2 separate regions of the Anas platyrhynchos genome follow, and region 2 is linked to region 1. The links are chromatin contacts, called in public Hi-C maps. All regions are on one chromosome and are shown on one strand. Each heading gives the region's core, a stretch centred on a gene start, on an enhancer-like site or on the middle of the called end of the contact. The rest is flanking DNA. Distances are from core to core; before and after follow the strand shown. Region 1 holds the start of ATP1B1 (ATPase Na+/K+ transporting subunit beta 1). Region 2 has its middle 39 kb from the start of ATP1B1.

Region 1 (3,605 bases), core at 868-3,367:
ACATTTGCGGGAAGAGGAGAAAGTTTCCTGGTGATCCTTAAACAAACAGTGATGAAGCCAGGAGCTCCTGCAGCTTGGCTTCCACAGGCACCACCAGCTCCCGTAGCGAGAGTGAGAACACGCTCGGGGGAAGATCGTGTTTCTGGGTAGCCATTTAGTCTGTAACCGTGATACGACTGCTCAGGTTTTTCAGATCATTCATTCTAGTTGCTTTCTCCAAACTCACTTTCTGTGGCCTTAGGAACTAACACTGTGGGAGAGTGTGTGGTCCCGTTCTCTTCTCTGATTTGGACATCGCCATGAACCTGCTTGAGTACCTGATGCTGGCTTCATTTTGGGTGACCCCATTGCCTGGGCAGAGGGCAGGGAGGTCTGCGTAAACTGCTGCTGTTCCACCTGCCCTGAACCAGCAGACTGGATGAGATGGGTCCTGACCCGAGGGTGAAGCCAGACACAGCATCCATGAGGTAGGCTAAAGAGTGGGCTTTGTGTTTGGGTGACCACACTGCAACCTGCACACGATTCCCAGCGTGGTGTTTTTGTAGGGTAGGGGGCCAAGGCAAAAACAGCACCCAGGGCATCAGGAGGAGAGCAGGTTCAGCTCCCAAGTGACCAGGCAGGCCTGGTGGCCCAGCGGCTGAGACACAGCCTTGGCTACAGCAGCAATGGCGCTGGGTGCTAGAAGTGAGCGCTTGTTCCTCCTGTGGTGCTCCTCTATTTATTGGCCTGATTGTAATCACAGCCTTCTTAACTTGTAAATGATACGTCCTCCCTACACGGCAGATGATGTTCACTCGGGTATCAGATACTGCTGTCTGTTTGCTCTCGTTATCGCCCACCATCAGCAGGTCTCTTTAAAGACCAGCTCTGACCAGACACCAGGCAGGAGGGAGACGCCGTTTGTCCTCAGCCATCTGATCGGCCATTTTCCACCGCACAAATGCTGTTGAGGGCCAATTCCCCAAACCCAGGCTGGAAGTCCCTGGGGCACACCTGGCTGGCTCCCTCTGACCACACGTAATCTACCACAGAGCCTTCAGCGTACATTGCCCCTGGGTGCAGCGTACATTGCTCCCGTGTGACACTCCTCTTCCTAACCCTGTGAGGCTTTGAGGAGCCCAGCTGCGTGCCTAGGCATGGGGAGGCCGTGCTCATCCTTGCAGGGAGCCATCACCTCGAGGTGCCCATTCCCGGCAGACCAAGGCCCCAAAAATCAGGCCTGAGCAGGTCACTTCAGGGTCTGGCTGTGTGTGGTGGCCATGGGGTGCCTGGGGAAGGGCCCCACGTTGGGGCTGGCCCTGGGGACAGCGGGGCGGCTGGCGTGCAGTTGCCCAGCCTCCTGAGCAACCAGAACGGGCGGAGGGAAGGCTGACAGAGCAAGCCTGCAGCTTAACAGCAGGAAGACACCCGGGGCGCCATGTCGTGACCAGGAGGAAGTTCAGAGGTAAATACATCCCAGTGGGGCACGGCAGCCGGGCTGCACGTGTGACTCAGCTGTGTCGTGACACTGTGGGACTGGGACATGTTGGTGAACTTCCGTCGTGGATGGGGATCGCAAGGCCGCACCAGAGCCCTTTGCCCCTTCCTGGGATCCCCTCACAACGAGCTGTGGGGCCGGGACCCCCACAGGGTGCCGCAGCCACCACCACCCCCCCCCATCATCGGGCCGGCCCCTCCCTGAAGGTCACCTTGCGAGGGCGGCTGCGCCCTCCTCAAAAAAAATAAAATAAATAATAATAAATATATATATATATATATTAATTAAAAAAAACCCCACACCATCCCGGCAGGTGCCGCGCGGCGCCCCCTCCCCTCCCGTCCCGTCCCCTCCCCTGCCCGCCCCCCGCCGCCTGCCAGTGGCTGCGGCGCGGTGCGGGCGGGGCCCGCGCCCTATATGAAGGGCTGCGGCGGGCGCTGAGCGCGGCCGCTCCGTGCCCGCTGGGCTCCGCTGCTTCACCCCCCGCTCCTCCGTGCTCCGACAGCCCCCGGACCCCCTCCAGCGCCCCCTCCCCTCCCCGCAAGCCCCCTCCCCGCAGCCCGTCCCGGTGCCGCGGAGCCCGCCCGAGCCCCTCAGCGCTCACCCCCCTCCCTTCTCCCCATCCCCTCCGCCGCCCCCCGCTCGCTCGCCATGGCCCGCGGGAAGGCCAAGGACGGCGACGGCAACTGGAAGAAGTTCATCTGGAACTCGGAGAAGAAGGAGCTGCTGGGCCGCACCGGGGGCAGCTGGTGTGAGTGTGGGACAGGGGGATGAAGGGGGGGGGGGAGCCGGCGGCGGGGCGACCTTGTGAGGGCGCCTCGTCCTTGGCGCTGCCTCGCCCCGCAGGGAGGGCAGCGGGGCCCTGCCGCGCCCCCCGGGCAGGGGCAGCCCCCCGCAGGTGCTGGGGTGCCCCCCGATGCTGAGCCTGGTCCTGGCGTGAGGGAGCAGCCCCAGGTGCCAGCCCTGGCTCCGCTGGACCGCAGCGGGCTCCTGCCCTGCCCCTGTGTGAGCAGGATGGGGCTGTGGGTGCGCACCCATGGGTGCCCGCTGTGCCCGAGGCTCCGCAGTGCTCACGACGCGGAGGCAGAGCGAGCCCTCCTGGTGCCCACCCGCCTGGGAGCGATGTCAACCTGCAGGCTGGCCGTCCCGTTCCTCCGTCATAAGCCTACCTGGTGTGGGAAGCTGTGTGGCGCAACCCCCTTGCGCTGGGTTGCCGTGTGTTTGTTCTGAAACCGTGACCTTTACGGTGTCTCTGGGGCTAGGAGCATCCCGGCTGGGAGACCGGTTAAATAAGCTACCTCCCAGCGCCGGCCTTTTGATGTTACAAAAACTCAAAGGCGTTACGCTGCGGACAAGAGCATTAGTGTTTGGTTCGTTACAACAGCACCTCCTATGACCGTGCTCTGGAAAAAATTTCCAAATGTCTTTGACGTCACGACCATTTGCTTTACGCTGCCTGGATACCAAAGAGTGCTTTAACTCCTGGAGCACCGCGATCCGCACCGAGCTCTGCTCACCAGCCATGGCTGCCGCCCCGCTCCCCGGCGGATGAGAGGATGGAGCGTCTTTCTGAGCCTGTCCCTCCTGATCCTTTCTGTCGTAAATGGAAAACGAAATCCACCAGAAATGGCTGCTTTAATGAGGAGGCTTCTCCACTGATGGAGCTTTTTTGTGACGGGGCTCAGGAGAGGAGGAATACCTTCACTACTGCTTCCTCCCCTGCCCTTGTATCTGTTCACCTTGAGTCCTCCATGTAAACCTCGTCCGCGTTTGCGATTAGGCTAGGACGCCGGGATCGAGCAGGCTTTTTGAAGTGTTCCTCGCTGCAGTGCTTGTTCCTGCAGCCCAATTAGCCCCTAGTTGCTTGGCATGGGCTGGTTTATCCTTCCCGTAGGCGGCCTGGTGATGCCTAGTACGGCGTGTTACTGTGCAGTTAATCAGTTGAGATAATCCCTGTAAACTGGTAACCGATACCCAGAGTCTGAGCTGCGCTGCCTCTCAGGCTCTTCCCCCCCACTAGGATTATTCTAGGCATCTCCTTTCAGACCCAAACTAAATTTAGTCTTTCATTATTACATAATTCAGTTTTTAATTGGTATGAGCGGTGCTGGCGTGCCTTTGTAGATGC
Region 2 (3,506 bases), core at 471-2,970, 39 kb before region 1:
CAACGTGCTCTGCAAAGCAGAAAGTGTGGTTAATGCTTGTGGAGAGATGGGACAGGTAATTAGCTCAGTATTTTGGAACCATGGAAGCAATAAAAAACAGTTTCCAAAAGGACAAGTAGACAGGCATGGTTATTGTTGTGGCAAGTTCTGAAGAAGACTTTTCCTGAGGTCCTGCATAACTACAGAGAGACCTTTTTCTGTGACATTACCAGGAGCTGGCTTCCTAGGGTGATGACAGTGGTAGAAGCGCTTAACATTTGTGTGACAGAGAGAGCCTGTCCATGTCCTGGTGCCATCAGAAGGAATTTCCTCTTCAGTGTGTAGAAGACTTCTTTCTTCTGTATTGCAGGAGACAGTGGGAACACAATACTTCATTCAGAAGCTCAGCATATCTCCAGTTAAGACTGCATGAGCTGGCTGCAATTCAGCCTGCACTTTAACAATGCCTTCAACCTTTTAACTTTGCCAACAGGCTTTGGAAGAGCACCGCATTCAACTAATAAAATACAAGGGCTAAATTTTCCATTCCCACTCTGAATTGCTGTCAGATCACAACCTGCTGGCAGGACATCGTTACCATGTCTTACCTGCTTTGTGAAATTACTGGGTTGGTGACGCTATCTGTAAGAGGTCAGGAAAGTTTTTGCAGGAGTTTTGTGGAGAGCTGAATACCCAGGAATAGGAGAATGTCTTGTCTTCCTACTAAACATGCCATCAGCCTACTGGGCAAAAACATAGGATCCATCTTGATATTCTTTTTCTAATTCTTCGTGTCTCACAACACCAGCACGTTTTAACTAGTACTTGCTGCTGTTCTGAATGGCTGACTTTTACAGCTGGATGTCTGGAAACCAGAGGATTTGTTTTTAGTGATCAGTTTTAATCATGGATTGAATGAGAATTTGTCCCAGGAGGGGAGACAGTACAGGAAGGTGTCTAACAATTTCCATGGTTGGAAATGAAAGCTTCCAAGCCTTTTCAGAATGCACCTTCCGAAAGAAGATACAAGGAGGAGAGGCCTGTGCTCTGTTCTCTGCAAGGAATCAGTCCTAATTTGGTGGATTAAGAGGATGGCATGCTTGGGGGTTAGCCTGTGTGAGGTCCAGAGATAAGAGGTTCAAGAACATCCTTTCTTTTGTAGGTACACTGAGTATTTCAAGCATGATGTTCTATGTTCTGGCTGTCCTGCACCAGAATAAATCTAAGTTATTTCCACTGCAGACAGAAAGACAGAACATGCTGTGTGTTAGAGCTGAATCCTCACGTTCAGAGTCAATCAGGGACCATCCCAGACAATTGCTCATGACCCACTGTGCCTGTATGCAGATTTTACATCTACCATCTGACCTCACATCCCCTCCATGTATCTGCTGAACACTGCAGATGTCACACTGAGCACCAGGACCTGCAAGTACAGAGTGCTTGTCTAATAATCTTGTTACTCCTGGAAGGCTTTCCAGGAGCAGAATGTGCTGTTCAGGTCTGATACTGCCTTTAGTGAGTCTGCCCCCCCCTCCCTTTAATGACGTGCACTGATACACCATTAGAAAGCTGCCTTGTAGCTACTCCTCAGCTTTCACCTCGGTGTATGTCCCTGCTTTTTTGGTTCAGAGACCAAATGCAGTAACACTTGGCATTTACAAAACGCTGTAACCTGTGCAGAGTGTTGTCCTGATAGAAGGCTGCTGACCCACATGCCATCTGTATGAATTAGGTCATACTGGCTGTGTTTTGTCTTCACCGTACAGATAAGGGACTTATCCTTCTGGAAAGTGGGCTGGAAGTCACCACAAGGATTTTACTCCCAGCAGCGCTTGTGGTGTTTGATTTACTGGCCCTAAGTGGAGATAATAAAAACAAAGGGGGGAAAAGGTCATAAAGTGCAAGGTGTTTATTCTGCCCCAGCGAGAGGGTGCAGCCTGGGCACTGCCCAGAAGGGAGAATGTCTCTGCAGTGCCTCTAAATAGAAGTCTGTGATACTGTAGTGATCCTGGGAGAGCCCAGCAAGAGGCAAGCCTTGTTTTACTGATCTACAAGCAAATGCATAGCAATATGCCGTTCTTGCCCCCCAGCCATGATGGTACATTTACTGGGAGGGAATCAGGAGAAGGATCCAGCTCACAGAGAACTGAGAGGAGCTACGACTTCCTACGTCACATTAAAACTTGTGGCAGAGCCAAACCTTAACCCCCTTCCCCCTCTCGGTGCTCAACCATCCTGTCTCCAAATGTCCCTGTGCCGCTGTGCCTGCAAAGCCATCGTTCTGAAGAGTATTAGTATCTGCCTCTGAAGTGACTTCAGCGCAGTTTCTCTCTTCCTCACCCCCGCACCCTCTCTTATTAATTTGAAAACTCCTATTTATAAACCTGCTCGAGCCTGCTTGCTCAGGGAGGAGGAGCCGAAACGCTCAGCACACAGGCTGGGATACTCAGCAGAGATGCAGGCAGAGCTACTTCTCACTCAAAGGGTAATAACCAGATGGAACAAGTCAGCAGGAAGAGTGCCTGAAATGTCACAGAAATGAGATCAAGCAACAGCTAGAGCTTTGTGTCTGCAGGCAGAAGGGGGAGAATCGCAGGATCTCAGGGAAAAGTAAGAAAGAAGGGCTGAGTGGAAGGAAAATATGTAAGCAGATAAGCACATTGCACTAAATGGCCCAATCGTCTCCCCAGACCTTCACTCTTCTGTTACGCATTTTTGACGCTCTCTCCCAGCCCCTCCGACAGCAATGAACAGGAGGCCTAAAGAGCTGGCTTGCTGCAAAAAGTGTGCCATGCTGCTGACTGTGGAGTGACTTGTCACCTCTGTTGTTAAACAGATCGCTCCCCTCCCTGCATCTCACAGAGATGCACAGCCCTTGTTAAGCTTGGGCCTGCCTGCAATTTCTGTGGCTCCTGGTGGTTTTGTGCTGTCAAGCTAGAGAACAGGCTGATGACAACATGAACCCCTGTGGTGGAAGAAGGAAGTACCTAAATAGCTGTCCTACATCGTATGGCACTATATGCAACCACTTGACTTCCCTTAACTCTCCTCCTGGCCGTATTTTATGGTAATGATCCAGACAGGACCCAACTAGCTCTGCTGTTCTAGAGAACCCCAGGACCATTGTGGGAGACTAGGTAAGTTCATCTGCTGTGAAGAAAGAAAAAAAAACGTCGTTTCCTAAGGTTTATGCAAAGAATAAACACAACTGCAGTTAGCCATAAGGAGTTACATTCATGGGGAGAAACAGAAACACATTGTTCAAAAAAACAGAGGAGAACAAAGAGGTTCAATGAGAATCCAAGACCAAAGCCATTTCTGCCAAGGGACTGGCATCAGCGTGCTGAACACAACCTCACCTCTTCCCCTTCCGGCTTACCAAGTGATTTCATGGAGCTCTTTGGGCTGGCACCTCCCTGAGTGCTCTTCTTCCCTGGGTTGGTGCCAGGGAAGGCAGAGGACTTGCTGTCCCCTGCTTTCTGCTCTGCTCTTCTCCAGCCTGTATTTCCTCCATCAGTCCTGCT

Evidence for each region. Hi-C and Micro-C count contacts between places; a contact is called where the count stands out from the background.
Region 2: a Hi-C map of small yellow follicle shows a contact between it and region 1, with 1.7 times the contacts expected there. The contact joins the enhancer-like site here to the promoter of ATP1B1 in region 1. A contact is called at or near these places in 2 of 8 Hi-C or Micro-C datasets (F5 follicle and small yellow follicle).

Annotation. Positions count from the first base shown.
Region 1 is chr1:88,286,644-88,290,248 of IASCAAS_PekinDuck_T2T, reverse strand. ATP1B1 (ATPase Na+/K+ transporting subunit beta 1) reads left to right here and starts at 2,117. Exons shown (of 6, transcript NM_001310386.1): 1 at 2,117-2,228. The coding sequence starts at 2,129. It overlaps LOC110354432 (a long non-coding RNA gene), which reads right to left and starts at 2,889. Exons shown (of 2, transcript XR_002406375.4): 1 at 2,647-2,889.
Region 2 is chr1:88,324,950-88,328,455 of IASCAAS_PekinDuck_T2T, reverse strand. No RefSeq gene overlaps it. Among named protein-coding and RNA genes, the nearest start is that of ATP1B1, 39 kb to the right of the region's middle. Within about 2 kb of position 1,720, at least 4 of the 8 cell types and tissues checked have an H3K27ac peak or open chromatin away from gene starts, as enhancers often do. A contact at or near this core is called in F5 follicle and small yellow follicle, where this site is marked.